Regions from separate parts of the Mus musculus genome. Here region 2 is linked to region 1. The links are chromatin contacts, called in public Micro-C maps. All regions are on one chromosome and are shown on one strand. The core of a region is the stretch at or near the end of the contact, and the rest is flanking DNA. Distances in the headings are between cores, read along the strand shown. Region 1 holds the start of Irx2 (Iroquois homeobox 2). Region 2 holds the start of Otp (orthopedia homeobox).

Region 1 (3,845 bases), core at 358-2,857:
ATACAAGGCTAGCTGTTGGAAAACAAAACTATTGCCATTTGATTCTAGGATTTTGTTTTAACACTTTACTTTTTCTAAAACGACATAGTTTCCCGAGTAGCGCGAACAGTGTCTGCAAACATATCTGGATAGTCCCGCACTACAGCAAGTAGTTTCTTTATATCTAAATTTCATCATAGGCTTCCCGCTCTGCTCCCTCCTTCCCTTCCCTCCCTTATGTAGCTTAAAAAATACTTCGGAACCCCACTCCGCTATTCACCCTCTAAAGCAGAGTAAATCCAATTTGCAACTCAGAAGCCAGTCAGCGTTTCCAATTCTTCAACTACGTAGTAATTAGCATTTTAATTCATCCTTTAACGTTTAACTAGGAGAGGTTTGTAACCTTTTCCCAAGGCCTGGTTCCTACCCAGGGAATTCCACCTAGAGCAAACCCCCTCCGCCCATACACAATGTCTTCACACACCCCAAAACTGCCAAGACCCGCTCTGGCGGGGCCTGTTTTCAGAACTCAGAGATGCTCAGACAGATCCCGGATCTACGGAGCTGGAACCCATAGGCCTACTACGAACTCTGGCAGCACTTAGCGGGTCCCAAACCCGTTAACACATTATTTTTTTTTCCCTGAAAGCCGGGTCAGCGAGACAGAAAACGGCCAACACTAAAGAGCTTCGGCCTGGGTCTAGGGCGAGAGCCACAGGCTCAGCCTATCCCCACCCCACCCCCCCCCCACCCGCATCCCCACCCCCCCACCCCGTGACCCCGCCGCCACCAGTCTGGCCAAGAAACCCAAAGCTTGCGGCATTGGCCCTAGAGGCCTGGGCAGCCGGGGCCCTCAGCTTGGAACCACGCGGAGAGCAGTGGACAGATTTCGCAGCCCCAGCAATCGGCACGCGCGGATTAGAGATTACTCTTGGCCCAGGCACGGGTGGAGTAGCACTTCGCACGAGCTCAAGGGAAATCAGCCTACGAGCTCTGCAGGTCAGTCCCGTCCCTTGTTTAGTGCGGCAACGGGTGCTGGTGACTTTGGAGCTGCCACCCGCAACGCGTCCCCAGCGCTCAGCTCAACTCACTCCCTGGTCCGGGTCTCCCCAGCCCCCACCCCAAAGCAGTTACCACGTAGGACGGGAAGCCGGCAGCCGCGGCGGCGGCGGCGTCCGCCGAGTACTGCAGCGGGCTGCCGAAGCCGGTTGCCGCCTGCGCTGTGAAGGCCGCCGAGCCGGGGTACGGGCTGAACGCGGAGCCCGACGCCGAACGCGCCAGCTCCTCGCTGCGCGGCGCCGCCAGCGCGGACGCGCCGTACGCGGGGCACGAGTAGAGCGCCAGCGAGCCGGGCGCTTGGTACAGGTAGCCCTGCGGGTAGGACATGGTGGGCGCGGGGCGCGGGGCCCGCGTCACACGGAGCAGCGGGCAGCGCGCGCGGCGCCCTCCATCCACGCCCGGCCGGGGCGCACCGAGGCCGCGGGCCGGAGCAGGCTGGGCTGGTGGGCGCTAGGCTGGGCGCGGGGCTGGAGGATCGGCGGGGCGGCGGTAGCGGCAGCGCGGAGCCGGTGGGCGCAGCCGCGCGCCAGGCCGGCGGTCGGGATTTGGGGGAGTCTGCAGTCAGGAGTGAGGAGTTGAGGAAGGAGCGCTCGAGTTTCCGAGGGACATTGGAACGCCGAGCTGTCCGTCACACTCTCATCTGCATATTCTGGTGCCCGCCCCTCCCCTGCTCCGCCCGCCGCCGAGGCCCCGCTGAGGCCGGGGGAGGGGCAGAGAGCGGAGGGGTGGGAAGTGGAGGGGAAGGCGGAGGAGTGGCAGCCAGAGGCTGGAGGGAGGGACGTGCAGGCTTTTGTCGCGCAGCGGCCTCTCTCCACTCCCGCCCCGGCCCGCAGCCTGCAGCGGTGAAGCCCAGCCTGGCCAAACTGGGCGTAGCGCTCACCCCCTCCCACTGGCACATCCTCTCAGCCACGTCCGCGCACCCCGCCGCCGACTCCCGCCTTGGCCCAGCCACCTTTCTCCTTCCCGGGGCCCCATCCGGGCACTGCCGGCGCTCTTGCTCGCCTAGCACTGGTCAGCAAAGGCCTCCTGCAGTCGGGCCAGGTCCGATCCACCTGGAGAACATACGGATCGGGCACCCCTCATCACCCTGAAGATAGCAGCCCAGGTCGCATGCGGTGTCCAGGGCAGACACCGCAGGGAGATGGAGGGCAGTGTGGAGACACCTGCAGAGTTGCCTGGGCATCCCACTTCTACAGTCCTCTGTCCGCCTGTACTCCAGGCTGAGGCTGCCCGTGTGGCTTCCCGTCCGGTCTCCTGCTCCTGGTGCCTGGGCTGCCAAGCATCTACCCGGAATCTGAGCGTTTCGGTTTGAAGCTGTGGGAGGCCCCGTGGTGAGGCTTCTGTCCAAGTCCACAGAGAAGATTTCAGGCCGTGTTAGGAACATCATGTCCGTTAACGTCTGGAACACGCCAGTGAGTGACTCGCTTCAACAAACGCCACTCTGGTCCAAAAAGAGTTTTTGTTTTCTTTTGTTAAGTTGAATGCCTGTTCGAAATTGGGGGAGAGGTTCCTGTCAGGAGAGCTGACTTGACTTTGCTAGAGTATCCACTGCCACTTCCCGAAAGGACATGGGCCAGCTTGTGAAGTGTCGCAGTCGTGAGGTGGTTCAGGTAACCTGAGGTCCAGGAGTTGACTCGCGGGTCCCTTGAGCCCTTAGGTCCCAGCCCCTAAACTTTCTCGACCATACCTGCTCCCTTTCCCCAAGTGAGGGGAGTCGATGGCCAGGATGGGCACTAGTACGCTGGATGTAAAGGAGCGTCAATGGGGGGCGCTTGGGATTCGTAGGGGTCAGGTGTGAGCTGGCCCGGGAGGGGGCGCCCGCCCAACAGGTGTCTCCTTGAAGCTTGCTAGGTAGAGCACGAGGACTCTGAAACCTGGCGCGCGGGCCTGAGCTTCCATTTTATTCTCGGTGGGCTCTGAAGCTAGTAGAGGGCGGCAGAGTTCTCCTGCCTGTGAGCGCCTGGCTTCTGCTTAGGCCTGGATCGTGGCGCTCCAGCTCCTGCAGCAGCCAGATCCGTGACACCGAATGAATGCTGTAGTCAGCCAGGCTGCTTTTTGTCTTGTCCAGGTCCCAGGGAACCAGGGATCAATTGTAGTGATGGACTGGAGACAATTTTTCCCGGGCAGGCAGGCAAGCAAATTTATCACTTTTGGTAGGAACTTTCCAGGCACTCTACTCAAACACTGCCACCACCATACACCCTCCCCTTATTGCCCCCCCCCCCGCCACCCCCCAGAACTTCTGAACCCCTTTCAGCAGTCTCGGTGCCTGTGCAGAGCCCACTCCCCTTTATACCCTGAGTTATTTACTGTCTAGCATCTACAGAAAAGACCCTGGGTGGGGCATACTCATTCAAGGGAGGGGGAGGGAAGGGAAGGGAAGGGAAGGGAAGGGAAGGGAAGGGAAGGGAAGGGAAGGGAAGGGAAGGGAAGGGAAGGGAAGGAAGAGGTCACCACGCTAGCACCCCAGAACAGGGCATCTGGGTGGAGCCAGATCAGTTTATTCAGACATTTTTGTTTTCGCAGGAAGAGATTCTTTTGGGAAGGGGCCCTAGGTGAGATGTCCTGTACTGGAAACAACCACAAGTCAGACTAAGGCTCTTAGCTTCCAATTAGGTTGGTTTCAGTCTTTTATATGAAGTATCTAATTTTTACCAGGAGAATGATTGTCCAGATCTTAATCTTTTCTAAAGATTAGTTTCCTGTCCTGGTTTCAATTTCAGTGGAGTTTACCCTACCTTTTCCTTGTGACTTGTGCCAGGTATGTATGGAGGAGAAAGCAGTGTGTGTTTATACATATATGTGTG
Region 2 (3,845 bases), core at 587-3,086, about 22 Mb before region 1:
GAAGATGTCGGGGTAGTGAGTCTTGGCGAAGCTCCTCTCCAATTCGTTGAGCTGTGCTGGGGTGAAGCGTGTCCGGTGGCGCTTCTGTTTCTGTTGGCCCTGCTGTTGGCCGGCTTGGCTGGGGTTGGGGCCGCCCTGGGGCCCCGGCTGCTTGTCTGGGTCTTTGGCGCTCACCGCCAGCGAAGCAGGGGTAGAGCCCACGGTGGTGATGTCCTCGCCCGGCAGCAGAGTGGCTCCTTCGACCGGGTCCGAGTTGGGTGCCAGGTCCCCTGGATGACCCCCAGGGTCAGAGCCCCCCACACCCAGCCTACACTTCACCGCCTCCCGGTGGCCCAGAAGCTCGGCGGCATCTTTCATACCTGAGGAGGGAAAGGGATCTCGATCAGTACTGTCCTGGCGACGTGAGGAGCCGGTGACTTCCCTGAGAGGTTCTGCTTCAGCCCCATCCACCGCTCCCTCTGCGCCCACGCTTGCCCCGAGGCGGAAACTGCCTGGTCCTCAGCCCGGTTTCCCAGGAATTGGACAGCTAGGTTGAAATAGCATCTCCTGGCCTCCTTCTCTCCACAGCCCGCTCTGGTGCTTCACAGCTCCGGCCTTCGTGTCTCCCACAAAACAAAACAAAAAACAAAACAAAAACAAAAACAAAAAAACCACTCCCAGGCCTGACAATGAAACACACCCGAGTCCTTTCACTAACTGTAACCCTGGTGTCCCAGGAAACCTTGAGAAAATTCTTAGTCGGGTGGTGCGGGAGAAAAAGAAATCAAGAGAGAGCCTTTGGAGGCTGCTCCTCCTGAGCAAAGGCGCTAAATGAACTCTGGCCAATTCCCTCTGACTTTCGGAAGATGAATATGTCTCCAAGCCTTCCACCTCTCAAAATAAGCCCAAATCAGCTCCGCCTCCCCCTCAAATCAGAGAAAGTGTTTGGGAAACGGAGTCACATCCATCACTAAAGCTCCCCAAGCCTGAAGCCCAGAACTTGGTAACCCAGATAGCTTCAAAGAAATTTAAGTAAACTCTATAGCCATAACAGTGAATCAAACTTTAGAGAATTCAACTTTTCTCTCCCGAGAAATAAACGGCTCGTCCCTCCCCGTCACTGGTAACACCGAGTCCCTTGTAGAAGGCAGGGATGCCCGAGAGGATGAGTTGGGCTTTTCTTCTCAACCAGCACACTTAGCAAATCCACCTTCATACAGCGGCTTCTCCTTCACAAAGGAGAAGATTTTTTTTTAAAAAAAGAAAACAAATTTAAGCACACTTAGAGGAGAAGGTGATGATAGAAAGGAAGAAGGGGAAAAAGGGATGAAAGAAATTCCAAATCAAAGCAAACAAGAGTGGAAAAAGAGAGAAACACCTCCAAACAAATTATCGCGGGCTAGAACTCCTTCCAAAAATAATAATATTAATAATGAAGGGGAGAGAGAAAGAAAAAAATAAGAAAAACAAAAAGGTGTCAGCATCCCCAACTCCGTTTTGTTTTGGAATCTACATATTCCATAGATTTTTTTTAAGACGATGTTAAATCAAATTAAACTTTAATACAGCACAATTACTTTTAAAGAAATTAGTCCATTTAGGGCGCATTAAGGTAAAATAAGGAACAAATTGACAATTTCCTGCCCCGGCTTCTCCTGGCTGCCCGGGTGAGAGGCGCTCACTCACCTAGCCTGGCGTCCAGGAGGTCGGCGTGAGACAGCATCGCGCACCGCTCCAGGGCGAAAGCTGTTCCCCCCCAAATTTTAGCGGCTTTAAGTTATTTAAAATAGATATAAGCTATAAGCTATACGATATAGATATATATAGATCACCTAAATGAAAGAAAATTCGGTTTGTGGTTAAAAAGGGGGCTTCTTGCATTATAATGTCCTTTAGAGAGACGGGGAGGTGCTTAACAGATGAATGAACCCGTGAGCAGCTCGGCGAGGGGACCAATCAGGAGGGCAGCCTGCAAATGTCAGCGCCCGGAGAGTCCCCCACTCCGCCCGCCCGCCCGCCTGCGCCTGCCGGGAGGAGGCGGCGGCCGCAGCCCAGGCAGCTCCAGCCTCCAGCAGCCGCTAAAGCAGCAGCGGCCACCTTGGCCTCGCCCTGGGCCTCTGGGCCGAGCCTCGGTCAGTTCTTCCCAGAGATTTTCTCCGGGCACATCTCCCCTTTCCTTGTCCTGCCTTGCTCGCTTCACAGGCTCTGTGTATCAGAGCTAGGGTGTCCCTGGAACGGGGGCAGTTCAGACACCAAAGCAGGACATGACCTCTGCATGACCTGAGAGTCGCCACCCCCAGCCCACACACATCCCACCGCACCCGCGCCCCCGCTGCCCCTGCTCGTGCCAGCTAGGGGACACTGGACCGCGGTAGTCAAAGCCCTAGCTCACCAGGCAGCCAAGCTACCATCTCTAGAACGACCCTAAATTTCTGCCACTGTTCTGCAGGCCTTCTCTAGAGACCCAGACTCTGGCCTACTGAGCCCCAATCCCATTGCAAGCCTAGAAAATAAAGAGGAAGTTGCCCCCCCACCACCACCCCGCCAAGGTCCCCTGTCCGCTTTGGGGGAGGGGGAGACTTCATGAAGTGAGCCTTCCTCCAGAACTCCAGAAGCTGCGTTCCAGGGCCACCTGCCCGATAGGCCTACACTCTCACCCAGGTCCCAACCTGCTCTTTCGGTCAAAGTTTCTAAGTTCAGCTAGACGACCAAAGCCACTTAAGGCAGTAAATAAAGTTAACCGCTCTTTATTTTCCTCTTGGATGTGTTAAACTACTTGAACAATTTAAAGTGCTTTTGCACAAGTGAAGCGAACCATTTCTAATGTTCTGATTTTTCAGAGCCAGCCAACAACAAAGTTTAGATTAGTAATATATTTCTAACCAGAGTAATTTTCAAGATCATTAGGCATTTATGTAATTAGTGCCAAATCTATAAGCTTTTATTACGATTATTAGAGTAAAATCAGTATAAATTTGTACTAATTTACTACTGTTTAGACTTGGCTGCCAAGCCCAGAGGTTCTTATTGTAAATGATAACTGAGGAAATTAAGTGCAAAATTCTGTACCGTTTCTGATCTGCTCCCAAACAATCCGTTTCAATTGTATTTGCAGCAGAACATGATGCCCCTTTAAAGTTATTTGACTTGTATTTTTATTTGCAACACAAGAAAAATGCCCTCTACCCAAGGCAAAATGAAAACTGATATTTACTGCTCCCAACTTGATTAACATTGATTTTTAATTCGAGGGTGATGCAATTAAGATTATTCATTTAGTGCAAATAAAGCTTCCACAAAGGGTGGCCCTCTGAAGTCTGTTTTAAATAATACCGAACAAATGGCTTTTTTTGTTCGTCGCCCAATTGACTTACACAAAACATTGAAAATGCTGCCCGAGAGCAGATGCGAGGGTGTGTGTGTGTGTGTGTGTGTGTGTGTGTGTGTGTGTGTGTCTGTGTCCTTTACTCTGTGTGTGACAGGGAAGAGCAAGGAGACAAAGGAGGCGGCGAAGCAACTCTGGGGCAGTTTTGTTTCCTCCTCGTCCTCAGCCCTTTTCAAAGTCCTGCGGTGCCCAACCCGGGTGCGCGCGTCTGCACCGGGGCACACTCGCTTGTGAGTGCAGGGTCTGGGCTACGTGGGTGTCGCAGAGCGCCGGAGAACGCTCACTCCGCAGCTCGGGACCTGGCGGGGCTGCAGTGGCCGCCGGGCAGCGGGTACCAACCGGGCCTAGCAGGAGCTGGGCGCCGCGAAGCCGGGGGTGCGCTCTAGGAGGAGCCTAGGCGACTCTAGCACGCCTGGGAGCCTCGGGGGCTTTCGGCCAGCGCCTGGTGTGCTATCCAGAACGGTTTTTCCTGAAAGGGAAA

What was found. A called contact is a pair of places that touch in the nucleus more often than the background predicts.
Region 2: a Micro-C map of embryonic stem cells shows a contact between it and region 1, with 28 times the contacts expected there. The contact joins the promoter of Otp here to the promoter of Irx2 in region 1. A contact is called at or near these places in 3 of 39 promoter capture datasets (cranial neural crest, embryonic stem cells and hippocampal neurons) and 3 of 484 Hi-C or Micro-C datasets (all in embryonic stem cells).

Annotation. Positions count from the first base shown.
Region 1 is chr13:72,626,582-72,630,426 of GRCm38.p6, reverse strand. It overlaps Irx2 (Iroquois homeobox 2), which reads right to left and starts at 1,607. Exons shown (of 5, transcript NM_010574.4): 1 at 1,114-1,607. The coding sequence starts at 1,365. Gm20554 (predicted gene, 20554) reads left to right here and starts at 1,863. Exons shown (of 1, transcript NR_030701.1): 1 at 1,863-3,845.
Region 2 is chr13:94,873,627-94,877,471 of GRCm38.p6, reverse strand. Otp (orthopedia homeobox) reads right to left here and starts at 1,836. Exons shown (of 3, transcript NM_011021.4): 1 at 1,666-1,836; 2 at 1-359. The coding sequence starts at 1,702.